Linked DNA regions of Mus musculus: all the other regions are linked to region 1. A link is a contact called in public promoter capture Hi-C data. All regions are on one chromosome and are shown on one strand. The core of a region is the stretch at or near the end of the contact, and the rest is flanking DNA. Distances in the headings are between cores, read along the strand shown. Region 1 holds the start of A930003A15Rik (RIKEN cDNA A930003A15 gene). Region 2 holds the start of Olfr167 (olfactory receptor 167). Region 3 overlaps Yeats2 (YEATS domain containing 2).

Region 1 (2,716 bases), core at 132-2,631:
AGAGCAACAGAGGCACTGGGTTTAATCCATGACCAAAGAAGAATAAATGTAACATAAACATTTTCAGAGAAAAAAAAAAAGCCTCCTAGCAGGGAAGCCCTCCAAGGGGCTCACAGGAAAGCTCTCCTGTCCACAGGAGCAGCAGGCAGGCCTTCCACAGAGCAGAACCCCTGAAAGCAAGCAAGTACTACAGTTAACAGCATCTGCCTTGCTAGCTTCCAAGTCCTTGAGAGAGACAGAGAGGACTCCTCAGAGCCCACGCAGGAGAAGTGCTACCCTTCCCACTCACCGCATCAATGTGTTACTAGATCACATGTCTAACAAGAATCCTCCAGACTCAACACTTTCCTTCAGCCCGTCAACTTAATCATGTGTATTCTTACTTTCATTATATAAGAGCAATACATTTCTTTTTAAATAGAAAGTGTACCTGAACAAAAAAATTAAAAATGCTATCCTTTTACCATGATGAACTAGTTATCACATTGGTCGGTGATATTCAATATGCATATAGATCTACACACACATCTGTGCTTTGAAAATAAGCCTTCTCGGCTGCAACATGCTATCTCATCACCTGGTTCTTTCAGCTGATCATCTATTTTTATTGTGAATCTATCTCAATAAATGACTACTTCCAGGATTATAATAGCTAATTGGTGCTTCTTTAAAACTCTTTTTAACAAGAAAACATAGTTGTAAAAAAAAAAATCTTTAAATTTAATTCTGAAATTTCTTAGTTAAGCCATGATTGTAGTAGCAATGAGGATAAATGGGGAAAAATGCAAACACAGCATTACCTTTATTTGCTCTGTATTCCAGGCTGGTGCAGCTCCCCAAGAAACGATGATAGGCCCTCATCTCTGCCTCTGCTATCCGCACCACCATGTATGGTGAGTATCTGGGGTCTGGGTCCTCGCATTGCCTGCACAGAACAGAGATGGAGTTCCAGGACGCAAGGTCACCATCTTCTCTGGCCTCCATCCTGCTCTAGGTACTGGCTGCATTGGTATAGTTAAACCTCCTCCTACCTAATCTCCCTGAAGATCACTCAAGGTTTCTTCTTTGTGAGAGCTGATCCTGGGGATTAGTGAGTGCTGACAGATTAGGCTTCCACAGACTTCCAGAACTCATTTTGAAACAGAAGGGGTGCTGAGGGGTGAAGACAGCATCGCATTATGAGATAAGCCATCGGTTAAATTATTAAAACGATTAAAATTATTAAATTCAATTTTAAAACATGGATAAAATTATGAAAAGATATTCTTTGGAAGACTATTCTGTCAGGTCAGTTTAACTCGGCTTTTCTTCCAAGCTCTCCAGGCTGCCAAAGCAGAAGCCAACTTAGCACTGCTGCCTGCTGCTAAGGGAATTTACCATCTAAGGAGGCCCCAGGCTGACACAGCAAACGGTAAACGGCTCAAAAGCCCCAGCTGCTCCAGAGAAACAGCTGCAAGTATGACATCAGTTTCCTAGTGAAGAATGCTCTGTCTTGCTGTGGTACGCAAGAGCTGCACTAGAACAAGAAAAATGGCTTCATGTTGCAGAGCTACCCTGGGCAAAGACACAGGAAATAGGCTGCCTTTTCCTGATACATTTTATTTTGTTTTTAATGTGATTAATGTTGTGTTCTAGAACGTAAAGATTACAGCATGAAACAGAAAACAAAATAGTTAAGTGAAACATACATAAATGTCTAAAGGCTCTGCCTATGTGACACCTCTGGGTGGTCTCTAGGTTCTGTGATCTCTGAAAAAAATTGTTTCTATTGCAGCTTAACCACATTTATAGACTCAGATATGTGTAGCCGTTAGTCATTTTTCTTCACTAAACAATGGTGTTTTATAATTTAACTGGACAGCTTGCCAAGCGTTTCCTAGGATAGCTTTGTAAATGTTTGCCTTTTCAAGATAAGACGAAGAGTATTCAGCTCCGACAGGCAGGGGAAACCTCAGAAAACTTTAAACTATCCTGTCTCCGTCTCGCACAGACACTGTTAAGCCATAGCAGTGCAAGGAAGCAGCTAGACTGCATTGGGTTCATATTAAAATAATTAATGTTTTGTGGTGGTTTTATTTATTTACAAGCTTTTTAATAATAATGTTTATAAAATAAGAAAATAAAAAATACTGTTGAACATACATTTTTCTTTCCTTCATGAGTGCGAGGCCTGTTTATCTACACGTGCAATTTTAGAGATGTGTTTCTTTCAAAGATGGGTATTTGAGTTCTTCTCGCCCTATTGCCTGCTATTCAGGTTTAGGTTAATTTGCCTAAAAGTTTGTTAATTTTCTCAAAGAACTAACTTGTCACTTCATTGAGTCTTTGTAATTTTTTTTTAGTTGTTGTTTCTAATTAATTGATTTCATCCCTGAGTTTGATTATTTTCTTCTGCTTATTCTTTTTGAGTGTTATTGTAAGACTCTGGGGAGCCTTAGCTTACAGGGGACCCTCTGAGTGAACCACTCAGAGCCAGGAATCAATGAAAAAAACAAGAGGAATTTATTGTTCCAGCACACTGGGCTTGTCCCAGATCCAAAGGAGAGGTGGTGACCCCCGGCAGCCCATTCAGAAAGTTTTTTATACAGTTTCCAGGGGCGGAATAGAGCATCAGCAACTAGGCACAATATGATTGGCAGAACAATACACCCTTTAAACTGATTGGTCTTTAGGAAATGAGGTAGTAGGGGCTTACTCAGCCTCTCCCTTCTGGCCT
Region 2 (2,716 bases), core at 135-2,634, 370 kb before region 1:
AAAGCAAATCTGGGAAAGATGGCCTTCCCTCAACAAAGAGCACAGCCACTTGTTTGTCTATTGCCAAATTATAAGACCTGAAAACATACATGCAAATGAAATTATGTCGACAAAACAGGTTATGGGCATACATGTATATGCCTGCAAAAACAATTACTGAAAATAGGCCATGAATTTCGAGGAAAGTGGGAAGAGATATACAGGGTGGTTGGAGGGAGAAAGGTAAGGGAAAAATGTAATTATATTATAATCTCAAGAATAAAATTAGTGAGAGACAAAGAAAAAAGAATGACATTTTTCTCCCTAATTTTTACTTAAGAGATCGATCCGAGTACTTAACCTTTATTATCCTAATATCTTTTGGGATATTTGAGTTGTTATTAACTGGAGAAAACTAATGCTGTATATACTTGTGCATAAATTCTGGATTCACGGAAGCAACTTGTCTATATTTTTGCAAAGCAAATTCTGTGAGTCATCCTTCTCAGGGCCCCAATCACTTCTTTGTTTCTCAGGCTATAGATGATAGGATTTAGCATTGGGGTGAGAACTGTGTAGAAGACTGCAAGAATCTTGTCCTCTTCTGGGGATCGGAGGGATCTTGGGCGTAGATAGGTGTAAGCAAATGGTGCGTAGTAGAAAGTTACAACAGTGAGGTGAGTGCTACAGGTAGAATAGGCCTTCTTCTTCCCCGCCCTAGAATGCATACGGTAGATAGCAAGGAAAACACGACCATAGGAACACACTATTCCAATGAATGGAAACACAAGAAAGAGGATTGTACTCACAAACACTGTATACTCATAGACCCATGTGTCTGTGCAAGCCAGAGTCAACATGGCAGGGACATCACAGAAGAAATGGTTGATGGCTCTGGATCTGCAGTAAGGAATTTGGAGTGCATATCCAGTATGAGCACAGGAATTAATGGAGCCCAGAATCCAAGCTCCTGTTATCATCATCACACAGACTCTTTTATTCATATGTGTGGCATAGTGGAGAGGAAAACAAATAGCCACATAACGGTCATAGGCCATAGATGCCAACAAAAGGGTTTCTGCACCCCCAAAAGTCAAGAAGAGGAAAATCTGAAATCCACACCCAATGAAGGAGATGTATTTATTACCTAACATAAAGTCAGATACCATTTTAGGGACAATGGTAGAGATGTAATTTAAGTCAATAAGAGAAAGCTGACTAAGTAAAAAATACATGGGTGTGTGGAGATGTGAATCCAGGAGGATGAGGAGGATCATGGACAGGTTACCAATCCAAGCTGTCAGAAAGATGAGAACAATGAGAATGAAGAGGAACAGACCTATTTTTGATGGTGGGAACAATCCCAATAAAATGAAACCTGTAAATGTTTGATTATAACTATCCATTTGGTGTTCATTTACATTTTCTTAGAAACATGTGCAACAGTAAATTCATTAAACACAATAAAATTATTCAATTCATGATTTTCACCAGACTGAGAATAATCATAACTGCTAAACAAAAAATACACAGTGTACTTTGACTCATCTTCTGTCTCATACATAAGTTGGGAGAAAAACCAATGTATATGCACAAAATATCTTAATGAAATTTGAGTACCTATGCAAATATTTCCATAATGGCCTTATTAAAAATTGATATTTTATTCCTAACAATATGAGATATTATGAACATGCGACTTCATACTGCATGTTTGGAACCAATTTAAATATCTAAAACACATACCCATAATTTAATAATTTTTTTCCAATCATGATGACTCTTTCTGTCATACTCTGGCCCTAAGATACACACAAAAATGGAACAGTTAATAATATCATTCAAATTTCTTTTTCTTTCTGATACATACGCTCCACATTAATGAAAAAGATCTTATAAAATACAAGTGTTATTTCTTTAAAAGTCTATAAATAATACTTATGGACAATTTTCAACCACACAAGGTCATTTTCTTTTCCTTCTTCATGCACATTTGGAACATCTAACTAGATCCTGTTTGTGTACATCCGCCCAACATATCCACCCCACAAATGGAACAAGTGTGTGTCAACTCCTTCTTGGAACCTCACAGAGCACTTCCCTTTTTTTCTTCACTCCTTAATGTTTTTTCTTTTATCTAGAACATAAGGTAGAAATCTAAGCAGATTCGTTTATTACTTTTTCATCTTAGAATTAACTGAAATAATAAGGAAATGACTGCTGTAGATTTAAAATTACATAATATAAAGCAGAGAAATTACTATAAAAGAGGACTCGGGACCTTTCAGAGTTTGTTTCAGGCTTGTTAATGTACTCCATTCAGGTGCTAAATTCTGGGAGGGAAAAGAAATCCTGAGTCTTCAGAATGAGCATGAGCGTGGTTCCCTCCCCTCCAAGAGAGGTTGCTGCCAGCAGAAGGCTTAGCATACTGGGCCCAGAGAGTGTGTGATATGCTTCTCTGTGCTAGAGCCAAAGAATATCAGCCTGGGAATCTGCAGACTGAAGAGGAAGATATAGCACTTAGGAATATACAAACACATATACATATAAACACACAAACCTATCCATAAAATAAGTAAGAAATGACTGGGAAAATGTAGGTATTATCAGAAAAATTGGCATCTTTAGGAGAGCTATTAAGTCTATAACACAGATATCAATTCTTTTAAGAAGGGAATTAGAGATTCTGGTAATGAATTTCTGAAACTAAAATGATCAGGTCTGATCAAATATAATT
Region 3 (2,716 bases), core at 126-2,625, 310 kb after region 1:
CAAACCTTGTCCCCTTTGCACACATCAGCCTTAGTTAATTAATTTAAAAGTAATTCTTGGGCTGGTGAGATGGCTCAGTGGGTAAGAGCACCTGACTGCTCTTTCGAAGGTCCAGAGTTCAAATCCCAGCAACCACATGGTGGCTCACAACCATCCGTAAGGAGATCTGACTCCCTCTTCTGGAGTGTCTGAAGACAGCTACAATGTACTTACATATAATAAATAAATAAATCTTTAAAAAAAAAAAAAAAAAAAAAAGTAATTCTTAACCTCTTCAAATAGAGAGTAGTTCAGAATATCACCTATCCATACAGCATCCGACTTCTTCACATACTCAAGACAGTCTGCTCAGTATTTGGCCAAAGCACTTCCCTGTTTGGCTCCTGTTTTCTCAAGATGGTTATCTTACTTGAAAGCCTTTCAGATGCAGACTGCTGTCTGAGTGGCCCTGAGATGCAAATCTGCTTTAGTGAGTACCCACCCCAGCAGTTAACATTCCTCTAACTTAGTTGACAGGGATCACAGATGGTTTTCTGATCAGAATGAGGTTTTCTTGGAGTAACTCCCTTGAAAGTCTTACCTCTACCATTTATTTTTTAGTATTTGTTGATGACATTTCATTTCGTAGGCAAGTAGTAGTCTTAACTTTAATTATTTTCCTTAAAGTTCAATTTTGGCACATTATCTCTGAGATCTGCTTTTGTCTTTTGAGGTGGAGACAAAGGTCAGTGGTTTTTATCTCACTCTGCTGTTGCTTTCCATTTTCTATTCCCACTTCCTTCCTTTGATGGTTTGCTTGTTTTGTGGTAAGCTTTCACTGTAGTCTAGGCTGGAGCTTGGGACCGTCCTGTCTCCCCCTCCTGAGATACAGGGTTACCTTGGCCTAGAGCATTGTTTTCTTATCCTTTTTATTCCTTTGGAAAATTTATTTTCCAAATGTGAAACTCATTTTACATTTATCTGTATTCCAGATACTGAGTGAATTTTTCAAGACAAGTTGAGAGTATAAAAGAAAAAAAACACACACTCTAAAACATCACCATTATTTGTTAGAATAACTTACTTAGTGCCTGTGCTTTAGGAATATAAAGCCAAATACAACCCCTGTCCTCTACCATCTGGCAAAAGATCAGACATACATAAAGAATCAAATATTAGGAATGGACATAAAGATCAGTTGGTGTTGTGTGAAAAGACTTCCTAGGGAGATGCAGTGCTCATATCTATTCACTCCAGATAGGGAACCAACAACAGATCAAAGTCCACTGTGGTAAACCAATGAGTTTTTTATTGAGGTTACTTACATGAGTATGGGTGAGGGGTTACTTACAGGGGCAGAAATGACTCAAAAACAGCTGCTTCACCAAGGCCCAGCCCAGGAAGGGTGCTGACTCACAGAAGCAAGGAAACCTGGAGTAGGTTAGAGTATCCTTTCCTAGTGACTATGTTAGTCAGGCAGCCTTGCTGGTTTTTCTCCTCCTTGCTGGTCTGATCTCAGGGCCTTTCCTGCAGCTTGCCTTGTCTTTCTTGCTTACTCTGAGAGGGGGGCCCTCGTGAATCTGCTCAGCTATTTTGAGACGTTTACCTTTGCCTTAAGGAACTTCCCTGGGAGATAGAGCATGTCAGTCTCCAAGAAACTGCTACACAACACTGGTAGAGTGCTTCTCCTACATGCACAGAGCTTTGGGTTCCGTCCCCAATGCCACATAAAAACAAGTGTGAGGTTGTAAGCATGTAATCCCAGCACTCGAGAAGTAGAGGCAGGAGCATCAGAAGTTCAAGGTTTTCTTTAGCTAGATAGTGAAACCAACCTGGTCTACCTGACACCCTGTCTTATAGGACTGTAACATCCATCAGGACACAGGTGAGTAGCCTTTTGCTGAGCTGATTTCCTGATTTTTCAGGCAGGGTTTCAGTGTTTAGTCCAGGCTAGACTTGAACTAACAGTCCTCCTTTGTCAGCCTCCTGTGCAGTGAGTTACTACTGGTGCTCAGATGGAATTGCATACCTCATTTTTTATTTGCTTTTAAAAAGGAAATTACAGTAAATGTATAGAAGCTTAGAAGATCTCTAGCATTGTGGGTTTTTGTTTTGTCGTGTGTGTGTGTGTGTTGCTGGCTGTGGTAGGTTTGTATTAAGTAGATAATATTACTGTATTAAGTGTACTAAGTGGCTAGAGTATCTGAAAGCATCCGTTTGGGCCTGTTATATAATATATAGTAATGTTTTTACATACAGCAGGAGGAGTCTTTATTCGCATCTATGCCACCTCTTTGCCCAATTGGTAGTCACCCTAAAGTGCAGAGCCCCAAAGCTGTGACTGGAGGACTTGGGGCTTTCACAAAGGTGAGTGTGTGTCATAGCCTTACCTGTGGCCTTCCCACTCTTTAATAGGCCTTAGCTCTGAGATGTGCTCCCACTTATTTAATGCTGTCCATGTCCTAGGACTCCAGGGACACGGGAGTTCAGAGGTCACGGCCTATTTTGTCTCTCTTTGCTGCCTTCCTACCCCGTCTCTATGACAAGTGACAGAGCAGGGATCAAGTGAGATACAATTTGCCTAAGGACTCGTATCTCTTAAAGCATTATTTTACCTTTTTCATGGAGCCGTTCTGTGTATCCAAACTTGATTAACACTGCAGAGACTAGATTCACAGTTTCATAGTAGGTCCTTCCTCCTCCTCCCCATGGGATACTTATTCAGTGTCATTGTGTG

Evidence for each region. Promoter capture Hi-C pulls out the DNA fragments that hold promoters and counts their contacts.
Region 2: a contact with region 1 is called in a promoter capture Hi-C map of stem cell-derived epiblast-like cells, with 2.2 times the contacts expected there. The contact joins the promoter of Olfr167 here to the promoter of A930003A15Rik in region 1.
Region 3: a contact with region 1 is called in a promoter capture Hi-C map of the HPC-7 cell line. The contact joins the enhancer-like site here to the promoter of A930003A15Rik in region 1. A contact is called at or near these places in 8 of 39 promoter capture datasets (the C10 cell line, the HPC-7 cell line, liver and 3 more), 1 of 15 datasets of contacts at CTCF or cohesin (large pre-B cells), 1 of 484 Hi-C or Micro-C datasets (cardiomyocytes) and 2 of 9 other capture datasets (adipose tissue and liver).

The regions. Positions count from the first base shown.
Region 1 is chr16:19,882,893-19,885,608 of GRCm38.p6, forward strand. It overlaps A930003A15Rik (RIKEN cDNA A930003A15 gene), which reads right to left and starts at 1,382. Exons shown (of 3, transcript NR_027896.1): 1 at 1,032-1,382; 2 at 801-925.
Region 2 is chr16:19,514,250-19,516,965 of GRCm38.p6, forward strand. It overlaps Olfr167 (olfactory receptor 167), which reads right to left and starts at 1,385. Exons shown (of 1, transcript NM_146935.1): 1 at 447-1,385. The coding sequence starts at 1,385. The coding sequence ends at 447.
Region 3 is chr16:20,190,921-20,193,636 of GRCm38.p6, forward strand. Yeats2 (YEATS domain containing 2) reads left to right here. Exons shown (of 31, transcript NM_001145930.1): 14 at 2,239-2,346. Among named protein-coding and RNA genes, the nearest start is that of Gm41431, 44 kb to the right of the region's middle. Within about 2 kb of position 1,376, at least 52 of the 459 cell types and tissues checked have an H3K27ac peak or open chromatin away from gene starts, as enhancers often do. A contact at or near this core is called in the HPC-7 cell line, where this site is marked.